Regions from separate parts of the Oryctolagus cuniculus genome. Here region 2 is linked to region 1. Evidence: chromatin contacts called from public Micro-C data. All regions are on one chromosome and are shown on one strand. Each heading gives the region's core, a stretch centred on a gene start, on an enhancer-like site or on the middle of the called end of the contact. The rest is flanking DNA. Distances are from core to core; before and after follow the strand shown. Region 1 overlaps GIPC2 (GIPC PDZ domain containing family member 2). Region 2 holds the start of FUBP1 (far upstream element binding protein 1).

Region 1 (5,059 bases), core at 1,738-4,237:
TAGACATAAAAAATTTCCTCCCTCCAATAAGGTAATGTTGAAGCACCTTTACTGCACAGTGCCTCATGAGGAGCTGGGTTCAAGCTTGTCCACTTGGAGAATTTGAGTGGAGCAATGGAGGGTCGTCTGTTTCCACCCCTCCAAAACTGAAGAAGATAGTACCTTTTTTTTTTTTTTTTTAAAGATTTATTTATTTCAGAGTCAGAGTTACAGAGAGAGGGAGAGACAAAGAGAAAGCTCTTCCATCCGCTAGTACACTCCCCAAATGGCTGCAACGGCAGGAGCTGAACCAATCCAAAGCCAGGAGCCAGGAGCTTCTTCTGGGTCTCCCACATGGGTGCAGGGGCCCAGGCATTTGGGCTCTTTTTCACTGCTTTTTCAGATGCATTAGTGAGGAGCTGGATGGGAAGAGGAGCAGCTGGGACTCAAACCAAAGCCCATATGAGATGCAGATACTGCAGGTGGAGGCTTAACCGACTGTGCCACAGCACTGGCTGATAATGCTGTTTTAGAGAATAGAGAATTAGAATAAAAAAGAGACCCTGCCCCTGGTATTTGACATGACAGCTGGCTGAACATTGAAGAGGGATCTTTTCATACTTCCCATTTTCAGATAGAAACTGATGTACATAGTTTTGTTGGGAGGGAGCAGAGGAGCGGATTTCTTTCTCGCCCAGGTTGGAATGCACCGACAGAAACACATTACAAACTTTGGCAGTAGCATTCTATTAAAAAAAGAAAAACTTCTTTTTCTCCCTATTTTGTTTGAAAAGCAGAAAAACAGACACAGAGACCTTCCATCCACTGCTTCACACCTCAGATGCTGTGACAGTCAGAGCTGGGCCAGTCCTAAGTCAAGAGCTCAGAACTGAGTCTAGGTCTCCTTTGTGGGTGGTAGGGACCCAAGTACTTGAGCCATCACCTGCTGCCTTTCAAGGTAACATCTTAGCCAGAAGCTGGGCAGAAGTGGCGGAGCTGTGACTTGAACTAGGCACTCCAGTAAGCGATATGCGGGTGTCTCAAGGCATGTCTTAACTGCTGTGTCAGATGCCCACCCCCGCAACATTCTACTCATGTAAGCAGGCTGCTGGGCTCAGTGTGTTTCATGCAGTAGCCCACTGAGTGCTCAAAACAGTGCTTTATTTTCATTTTACAGATAAGGACTTATTCCACGAGCTCATGTGATTTGTAAATGGAGGCACTGGGATTTTAACTCAGGTGCTCTGAATCTAAAGTCCATACCCTTAACCACTACACTAAGGATAACAGTGCACATTCAACCAAAATACTGATTTTCTCATAGGGTAACAGTGGTCAGAAGCATTGAAACCACATTTGATAACTGAACATGAAAGTAGAGACAACCAGGCATCAGCAATAAAATCATCAGAAGGCATTTGAAAGGGTCCAGAGAAGAAATATATTTTGGGGGATATCCGGACAATAAGAAGGGGTCTATATTTTCAGGTGAAAATGAATGAAAATTATTAGGACAATTTTTATCTCATGGTTTTGAGCTAAAATTGATTGGTTTGATACTTTTTTGCCACCAAAATGCTAGTGATTTGTTCTCTCCCACCTCCAGTCCACTGGACTGTACCCCATTACAACTATTTCTAGTTGTCCCCAAGGGTTTCTTTTTTTTTCTTTTCTTTTTTTTTTGACAGGCAGAGTGGACAGTGAGAGAGAGAGACAGAGAGAAAGGTCTTCCTTTGCCGTTGGTTCACCCTCCAATGGCTGCCGCGGCCGGCGCACCGCGCTGATCCGATGGCAGGAGCCAGGAGCCAGGTGCTTTTCCTGGTCTCCCATGGGGTGCAGGGCCCAAGCACCTGGGCCATCCTCCACTGCACTCCCGGGCCACAGCAGAGAGCTGGCCTGGAAGAGGGGCAACCAGGACAGAATCCGGCACCCCAACCGGGACTAGAACCCGGTGTGCCGGCGCCGCTACGTGGAGGATTAGCCTAGTGAGCCGCGGCGCCGGCCCCCAAGGGTTTCACATGTGCTCTGAAGAAGTCCGATGCTCTCAGGTCCCCCTGTTGACCTCCTGTGTATCCTAAGCTTTCCACTCTTTCCTCTGGGCATCTCTGACTGTCTCTTGTTCACTGAGCAACAGTTCGATACAGCCGTGTCCATCTGTGCCCACCTCACGTTGGTTGTGGTCTCTGCCCTGCCCTGACAGTGATGCACCATGCCCCAGGCTGACTTGAGGTTTTGTGCCCTGCACAAGTTGGGGAATGCCCAGTCTCCAGCTTCTGGTTCCAGCTTCCTGCTAATGTGCACCATGGGAAGCAGCAGCAGATGGCTCAAGTTGTTGGGTTTCTGCCCCCCATGTGGGAGACTCGGAGTAAGTTATAGGCTCCTAACCTCGGCCTGGCACAGCTTTGGCTATTGTGACATCTGGAGAGTTAACTAGCAGAGTGGAAGATCTCTGCCTTTCAGAAAAAATATATAAAATGATACACATATGTATAAGCATTTTAATTTAAGATATAGTATACCACTCTTGATTAAAAGCCATTTTCTTTGAGTTGGCACAAATTGGAGTTCTATGAAATCTTATATAATCATAACCTATTTATGGATTCTGTTTCATTTAAAAAAACTAGATATGTGAAATGATGGATATTTAAAGCTATTTTTCCTAATCTCCCGGAGTCATCTTGCCTACACCTCATTTTTTTTTTTTTCTGGCAACTCACCCTCATGGCATCTTTCCAAAGCCGTCAACCTAGTTTTCATAGCAATAATAACTCCTCATTTCACACTCATTGCATCAGCTCATGCACTTTGAAATTAAATCACATAATTAGAGTAATAGACACAATTGCTTCAAAAGCTTTGGAAACAAGCATGACTGCTTCTTGGTGACATGCAGCTCAACTCTGGTAACAGCAAGGCTTCCACCAGCTGTGAATGTGTGTGTGCCCAAGTGACTTGCCGGAGTGGGGTCCTGGTGAGGCTGGGGAATGAGCCACCTGCAGGCTGACACAGGAGCTGTGTGGCAGCACTGTTGTAACTCAGGCACAAGAAAGGCAGGGTGCAGTTCCTCACCTGTGAAGGCAATGATTGAGGGCTTGGCCTGACTGCTCAGACAGGCTTGGGCAGGCCTGCACCCCAAAAGTAGGCCAGGCCATAAACATTTACAGTCTTCAGAACATTCCCAAACTCTGTTCTTTCTCTGCAGGTGAACAGGACCCTTCTGCTTCTCTTCGTGTATACACAGGCTGATTCTTGTACCTGAATCACCAGATCATTGGGAAACACGGCTTCTGTTTCCTTAGGCTGTGAAAGCTGGCTTTCTGGACGCCAGGCCAAGCCAGAACTTAAAATGTAACTTTTACTTTGGCGCCACCCAGTGGTTAGTTTTGAGATGTCACGCCCATGAAGAAGATTGCATGGCAAATACATAATGCTTAAACAACAACAACAAAACAAAAATGAAACAGAAACAGAAACAAAAAGACCTGGGAGGACTAGGCAGGTCACAAAGCATTTTTAGGGTGGTGACACTTTCCTGTTAGCTACCACAGTGGTGCGCATGGCTCATCAGACATCGGTCCGAGTCCATGTGGTGCCCCAGAGGGATCAGGGGTGAACCCTAACATCATGGTGGACTCTGGGTGATAAAGCTGTGTCAGTATAGACCCATCAGTTGTAACAAATGCACCACTCTAGTGGGGGGTGTGGATAACCAGGGAGGGTGTGTGTGTGTGGGTGTGGTGGTGGGGCCATCGGAGAACTCTAAACTTTCTGCTCAGTTTTGGTATGAACCAAAAATTGCTATAAAAGACAAAATTTATTAATTAAAAAGCCCTTCCAGTTTATATACATTTTCCCTCCCAGCTGCTGGTGGTGTAGATAAGAGCAAGATAAGCCAGAGGCATCATCTAGGGAGTCCTGCTGACTTCTCAAGTAGAGATGACGTCAAAGAGTGTGGCTCCTTCCCTTTGTAAATCCTGGAAACCTTTTATCTTTAATGTATTCAGAGTTGCTCAGTTTCCCAGGATATTATCATGCTCACCAAGCTTATAGGAGACACTGTTGGTAAGGCACAACACCCATATATTACTTTACAGTTAGACATGTCTGTGTAGTGGTTGAACAAAACACGTGTGTTAGCTGAGCAGTTACAGATTATATCAAGTAGGTTTTCAGGTGAATTTGCAGTGGGATGGGTTGTGTGTGACACATTACTTATTTTAAGGTTAGTACCATTAGGCTGGGATTGTCTTCACCACTTCAGGGATATGCATGATTCCAGCTGGGAACACCCTTTGCTGGGCAGTGCAGAGTCGTGGACAGTGCTGACGACAGATTGATCTATGCTTTTTCTTTGAGCTGACTCTGTGCTAAGCATCTGAGAATCCTTTCTTCCCCAAGGGCACAGCATAATGGGTAAGGTCAATGTTGCTTATTCAGCTCTAGGCTTCTGAGAACCTGCTTGGTCACCATGACTAGCATCTGGATGTTCTCAAAACTCATCAGCCACTATTTATAGGTGTTTACTTAGGGAGGGTCTACTCATTACATGATAATTTTGAGAAATTTCATTCTCAGAGAAGACTTATTCTGTCCCCAAATAATTAATGTGTAAAATCCTTAATAATTTTGGCATAAATTCCCAATAACAAAGTAGCACTTGATTGAAGATGGGAATTGTTAGTAAGAATGCATTCATGCAGACCATTTGATATCAGTCTTACAAGCTTTGCTCAGACCTCACTACCTACTTGCACTTACCAGCCTGTCTTAGGAGTCTTCAGTGGGGCTCAGTTTCTCCAGTTCTTTGGTATAGAATCCTCCTCCCTGTATCCCTTTCCCCAAACTGCTGCTGCATAAGATTTTTAAAGTAAAGATTTATTTATTTGAAAGTCAGAGTTACAGTGAGAAAGATGGAGAGGGAGAGGGAGAGGGAGAGGGAGAGGGAGAGGGAGAGGGAGAGAGAGAGAGAGAGAGAGAGAGAGAGATTGAGAGATTGAGAGATTGAGAGATTCTTCCATCCACGGGTTCACTCCCCAAATAGTCTCGATGGCTAGGGCTGGGCTGGCCTGAAGCCAGG
Region 2 (4,532 bases), core at 781-3,280, 140 kb before region 1:
ATTAACCCATAGCCACCCAAGCTCTTTTGGTACTTTGATCTATCTACAAGTTTCCTCACTTCATTCTGCACTGCCATGCCCTCCACTCTCCATACTATACTTCAGTGACTTCACTCTTGTATTCTTGTCATTCCCCAAGTCTGCACATCCCACACAAGCTGCTGCGTCTCTCTACCGGCCACACTCCCACTCATTCTTTACTGCCTTGTTCAAGTATCACCCCCTTTTCTTAAGCAGTCAGGAATTCCTTCCCTGTACAGTGTCCTGTACAGTGCTCGACTTGCAGACATGCTGAAGAGGTTCCTACAAAAAGCAGATGAATTAAGTGTCCCAAATTTGTGTATTCTTCTCTCATTAATCAAAGCATTCTGCAGGTAATTCTGTTGATTTGTGTTAGTTCCTTGACTATAACATGGCTTCCTAGAAAGCAGGAAACCAATTTACTCACTTAATAATTTCCCAGTATCTAATGCTCAAATTTCTTTTAATATGCTGGTTGAATAAAAGAACTTGGGTCTTCCAACCCCATGTAGCAAAATCCATTCACAAGAATTTCTGTCACAGTTACATAAATGTTTCCAATTGCTATTCTCAGCATGTTAACTGGCTTTGTCTTTTTAAATAAAGCAGTAGTATTAATGACGACCTGTTAACATCCCGAAAAATTTTAATTATAAAGAAGTAAAGGTGCATTTTCAAAATGTGCTCACATTTCAATTTGATTTTGACTCAATGAATCCTTTTCATCGTACTGGAGGATGAAAAGTTAACGAAGTGAAGTGATATAATCAAAACCTATCACAAAACTGGTTTCTAATTACCCCTCACTTTACAACGTCTAGCACCTAGGACGATATGAGAAGTGTCATTAACAGGATTCTTTGGCTTACATTTTAAGTCCACATCAGTATTTGATAATTTTAAATTATGAATATATTAGGAGGTTGTCTAAAAAGGTTAAGTTCAAACTGAGAAATCTTTAATGTTCCTGAGATACATGTGCTTTCTTTTTTGAAACAGCTTGCATCTGGGAAAGAAGTGCCTTCAGGGCAAATGTATGCACCTACGTAATACAAAGAGGTCTGGTCAGTTTACGACTCTGAACAGAGAGGCAGATTCAAACTGAAACCTCGGGTCTAATGGGCCCGAGGCCATTTTGAGAAATACAGGGGAATGACTGGTAGAACAGACTGACACACAAATCCCGCCCAGAGGACGGCTGCTCCCCTAAGTCTCTTCCCTGTAGCTGAGAAGGCGATCGGCACCGAAAGCTTCCTCAGCTGCGAGGGAAAGCTGTACAGACGGCAGAGAGCACGCAGATCCCTCCTTCCCACAGCTCCTGCAGTCAGACCTTAGTCCTCCCCCAAGCCTGTTACCAGAACCTTCCCTACTATTGTGAAAAACTACAAGCGCTCTCTCCCACACAGAGGGTGTTCGTTCTAAGGAAAAGGGGAGGCTCAGTTAACCCCTTGGAGAAGCCCGAGGGCCGAACCATTGCGGGAAAACACTTAAGGCCATCTTCGGGTAACACGCGCTGGGGTTCCTGGCAGCCTAGAAACCGAGAACACAAAACCACGTTCGAATCGCTTATCAGTATACCCTACGCGGCGAAACGTGAGCCTCCTCGCCTTTCAGCCCGGAAGGGCACCTCTTTCCTCTTCCTCTCGTCGCGAATAGGTAGCGGCCTACTCAGCCGACGGCAAAATTACCATAAGCTTGCGGATCCCGCCGCGCGGTCCAGACTTACCTGCCGGGCTCTCTGCAGCGCATCTTTGAAAGCATCGTTAACTCCTCCACCACCGCCGCCCCCACCACCGCCACCAGCCGAGCCAGAAGAGGGTGGAGGCACCGTTGAATAGTCCGCCATGGCTACACTATAGTAGCCGCTGCCGCTTCTTTGAAGACCTCTCAACCAACTGCTAAGAAAGAAAGAAAATGGCGGCCGTCGAGTCTCTATCACATTCTTGCGCGACCATCGTGCAGTAGAGGGGCGGGGATAGAAAGAAGGAAATCTCGCGATGTTTCCGAAGCAACGCGCAAATGCCGGGGTGGGGCTGAAAAGGAAAAGGCAAAGATGTCGCGAGATTTGAGTTTCCGGTGTCGCGCGAGAATGGGATTTATCTTGGCACTGCCTCTTTCCGCGCGTTCTCGCGGGGAGGTTGGGTGGTAGGTGGGACGGGTGGCGATGGCGGTTGGGCTCGAGTTGCGGCAGTCTTGAAAAACTGGTAGTGGTTTCTTACTGGTCGCCGCCTTAGGGAGGTAGTGTGGAAGATTGGCCGCTGAGAGTCACTCTGAGTAGCCAAGGAGAAAGGAGTGACGCCAACGTGCGTGGCACCGACGCAACAGTGTCACGAGAGTGCCGCGGCGCGGGGGTCGCCTGGGAGAAGTGCACCCGGGACGCCGCGCGGCGATGCTCTCGAAAACGTCCGCCTCGGCCTAGTGGGAACCCGGCGAGATTTTCAGGGTAGTAAAGTGCCCCTGGATTTTACTTCTGACGCTCACATAGTTCAGTTCTTCGCACGCTGGCATGAATTCAGGCTGGAGGCCTGTTAGTTCTCGATCTGTTTTTCAAGCTTTTGTTTAAGGTAGTATTATCAGGCCGGGACAGTATGACTGCCCCTTTCTTTCTTTTAAAAACGTTCCTAAGATTCAGTGTTAGGCAGACCTCGTACTTAATATTCTGTGTCGGCGGCCAGGTTTAATTCTTCTAATTAAGAACAGCATCAATTTCTTTGCCGAAATTGGCTTTAAGAAGTACTTTTTCACAGCTGTAACCGTGGGTACTCATGTGTAAGGTAATGTTCTAAATTATCCAGGACAAGATAATTTTTGGGTATTTCCTGTTACTGTAGTTACCGAGTCATTTCAGACGTTTCTTTAGATCTACCTTGGGTATATCGTGACGTGTAATTTCCGACGTTAGTAATAGTTGCACGAATCAGTGTGCGTTAGAAGTCTCAATGTAGCCCAGTGAGTTTTTCCCCAAGGATCTTGCCATTTAGATAAAAAGAGTTTTAAAAAACTACCATCTGTGGCATTTTTGTTTTCTGTGAATTAAGTCTACAAAGATACTTTTCTTGTTGCAGGTTTTAGAGTAATTGAGAGAAATGTGTACCACATTCTTCTTGATAACCCAAAATTAATAGGCCTACTTTCTCTAGGTGCAAAATAAGTCAACACTAAACGGTTTTATATACACGAAGATGCAAGTGGATCATCATTTTCCTTTAGCCAACTTTCTGTTATACTTTTGAGTGTTCATAGGCATGCTTTAAATGTTAGTGGAATTTGTATGTGTTTGGAAAGCCAGTGAGTGTATTGGACTATAAATTTAATCATGGCAGTGTATAAGAAAACAAAAGCAGTGTTGGATGGTATTACTAAATAGGAGTTTTTCAGTTCTATTTTGAGAAAGTTGCCCAATAAATGTCTTATTAACCAGTTACTGATTTTTCTTTTATTAATTAAACGTGCTAATCAGACCTTACTAATATGATTTTACTGAAGTTAGATAATATGCTCCCAAAACGAACAGACCTTACATATACCACAGTTTAATTTGTGAGCACAAGCTTGAATCCTGGCTGCTCTACTTCTGATCCAGCTCCCTGCTAATGTGTCTCGGAAGAGCGGGAAGATGGCCCGAGGGCTTGGGCCCTTGCACCCCTGTGGGAAATCCAGATGAAGTTCCTGGCTCCTGGTTTCAGAATGGCCCAGCCCACGCCGTTGGGGCCATTTGGGGAGTAGACCAGCGAATGAAAGGTCTCTCCCGCTCTCTCCTTGGCACTTTGCCTTTCAGTAAAGATTTATTGAAAGGCGGAATGACAGAGGGAGAGGCAGAGAAAGACATTTTCTATCAGCTTTGTTCACTCCTCAAGTACTTGGGCCATCTTCTGCTATTTTCCAAGGTTCATAGCAGGGAACTGGATCAGAAATGGAGCAGCAGGAACATGAGCCATCTATCCAATATGAGGTAGCTGTGTTGCAAGAGACAGGAGCCCATTGTGCCACTACTCTGGCTGCTGGAACAGGATTTCTTGGTCTCAGGATTACTGACCATTTGGGATCAGATTTTTTTTGTGTGTGTGTGTGTGTGATACTACTGTGCATTATAGTATGTTTAACAACATCCTTGACCTCCATCCATAGGTGCCAGTAGCTCTTCCCTCTTACCCACCAATTCTTAACAACCAAAAATGTCTTCAGAAATTGTGCATGTAGGGGGCAGGTGTTTTTCTTAGCAGTTAAGACATCTATTAGGATGCCTGTGTTTCTAGAGAGTGCTTGAGTTTGAATTCACACTCTCCAGATTCCACTTTCCTGCTAAGGCAGAGCTTGGGAGGCAGTGGCTGAAGCAGCTGGATCCCTGCTACCCATGTACAAGACTTGGATTGAGTTCTCTTGCATCTTTGCAGGCATTTGGAGTGAACTTGTGGATGGGAGCTTCCTCTCTCGCTGCACCTCTCAAAAAAATTATATATGTATCTGTATATGCCTTTGGGAACGAAATCACCCTTCATCATTAGCCTTGA

What was found. A called contact is a pair of places that touch in the nucleus more often than the background predicts.
Region 2: a contact with region 1 is called in a Micro-C map of ear pinna, with 6 times the contacts expected there. The contact joins the promoter of FUBP1 here to the enhancer-like site in region 1. A contact is called at or near these places in 4 of 6 Hi-C or Micro-C datasets (ear pinna, embryonic fibroblasts, skin fibroblasts and 1 more).

What each region holds. Positions count from the first base shown.
Region 1 is chr7:93,685,434-93,690,492 of mOryCun1.1, reverse strand. All of the region lies in intron 3 of GIPC2 (GIPC PDZ domain containing family member 2), which reads left to right. Among named protein-coding and RNA genes, the nearest start is that of GIPC2, 68 kb to the left of the region's middle. Within about 2 kb of position 2,987, at least 2 of the 8 cell types and tissues checked have an H3K27ac peak or open chromatin away from gene starts, as enhancers often do. A contact at or near this core is called in ear pinna, where this site is marked.
Region 2 is chr7:93,822,629-93,827,160 of mOryCun1.1, reverse strand. FUBP1 (far upstream element binding protein 1) reads right to left here and starts at 2,030. Exons shown (of 23, transcript XR_011390631.1): 1 at 1,748-2,030. It overlaps DNAJB4 (DnaJ heat shock protein family (Hsp40) member B4), which reads left to right and starts at 2,125. Exons shown (of 6, transcript XR_007924015.2): 1 at 2,125-2,795.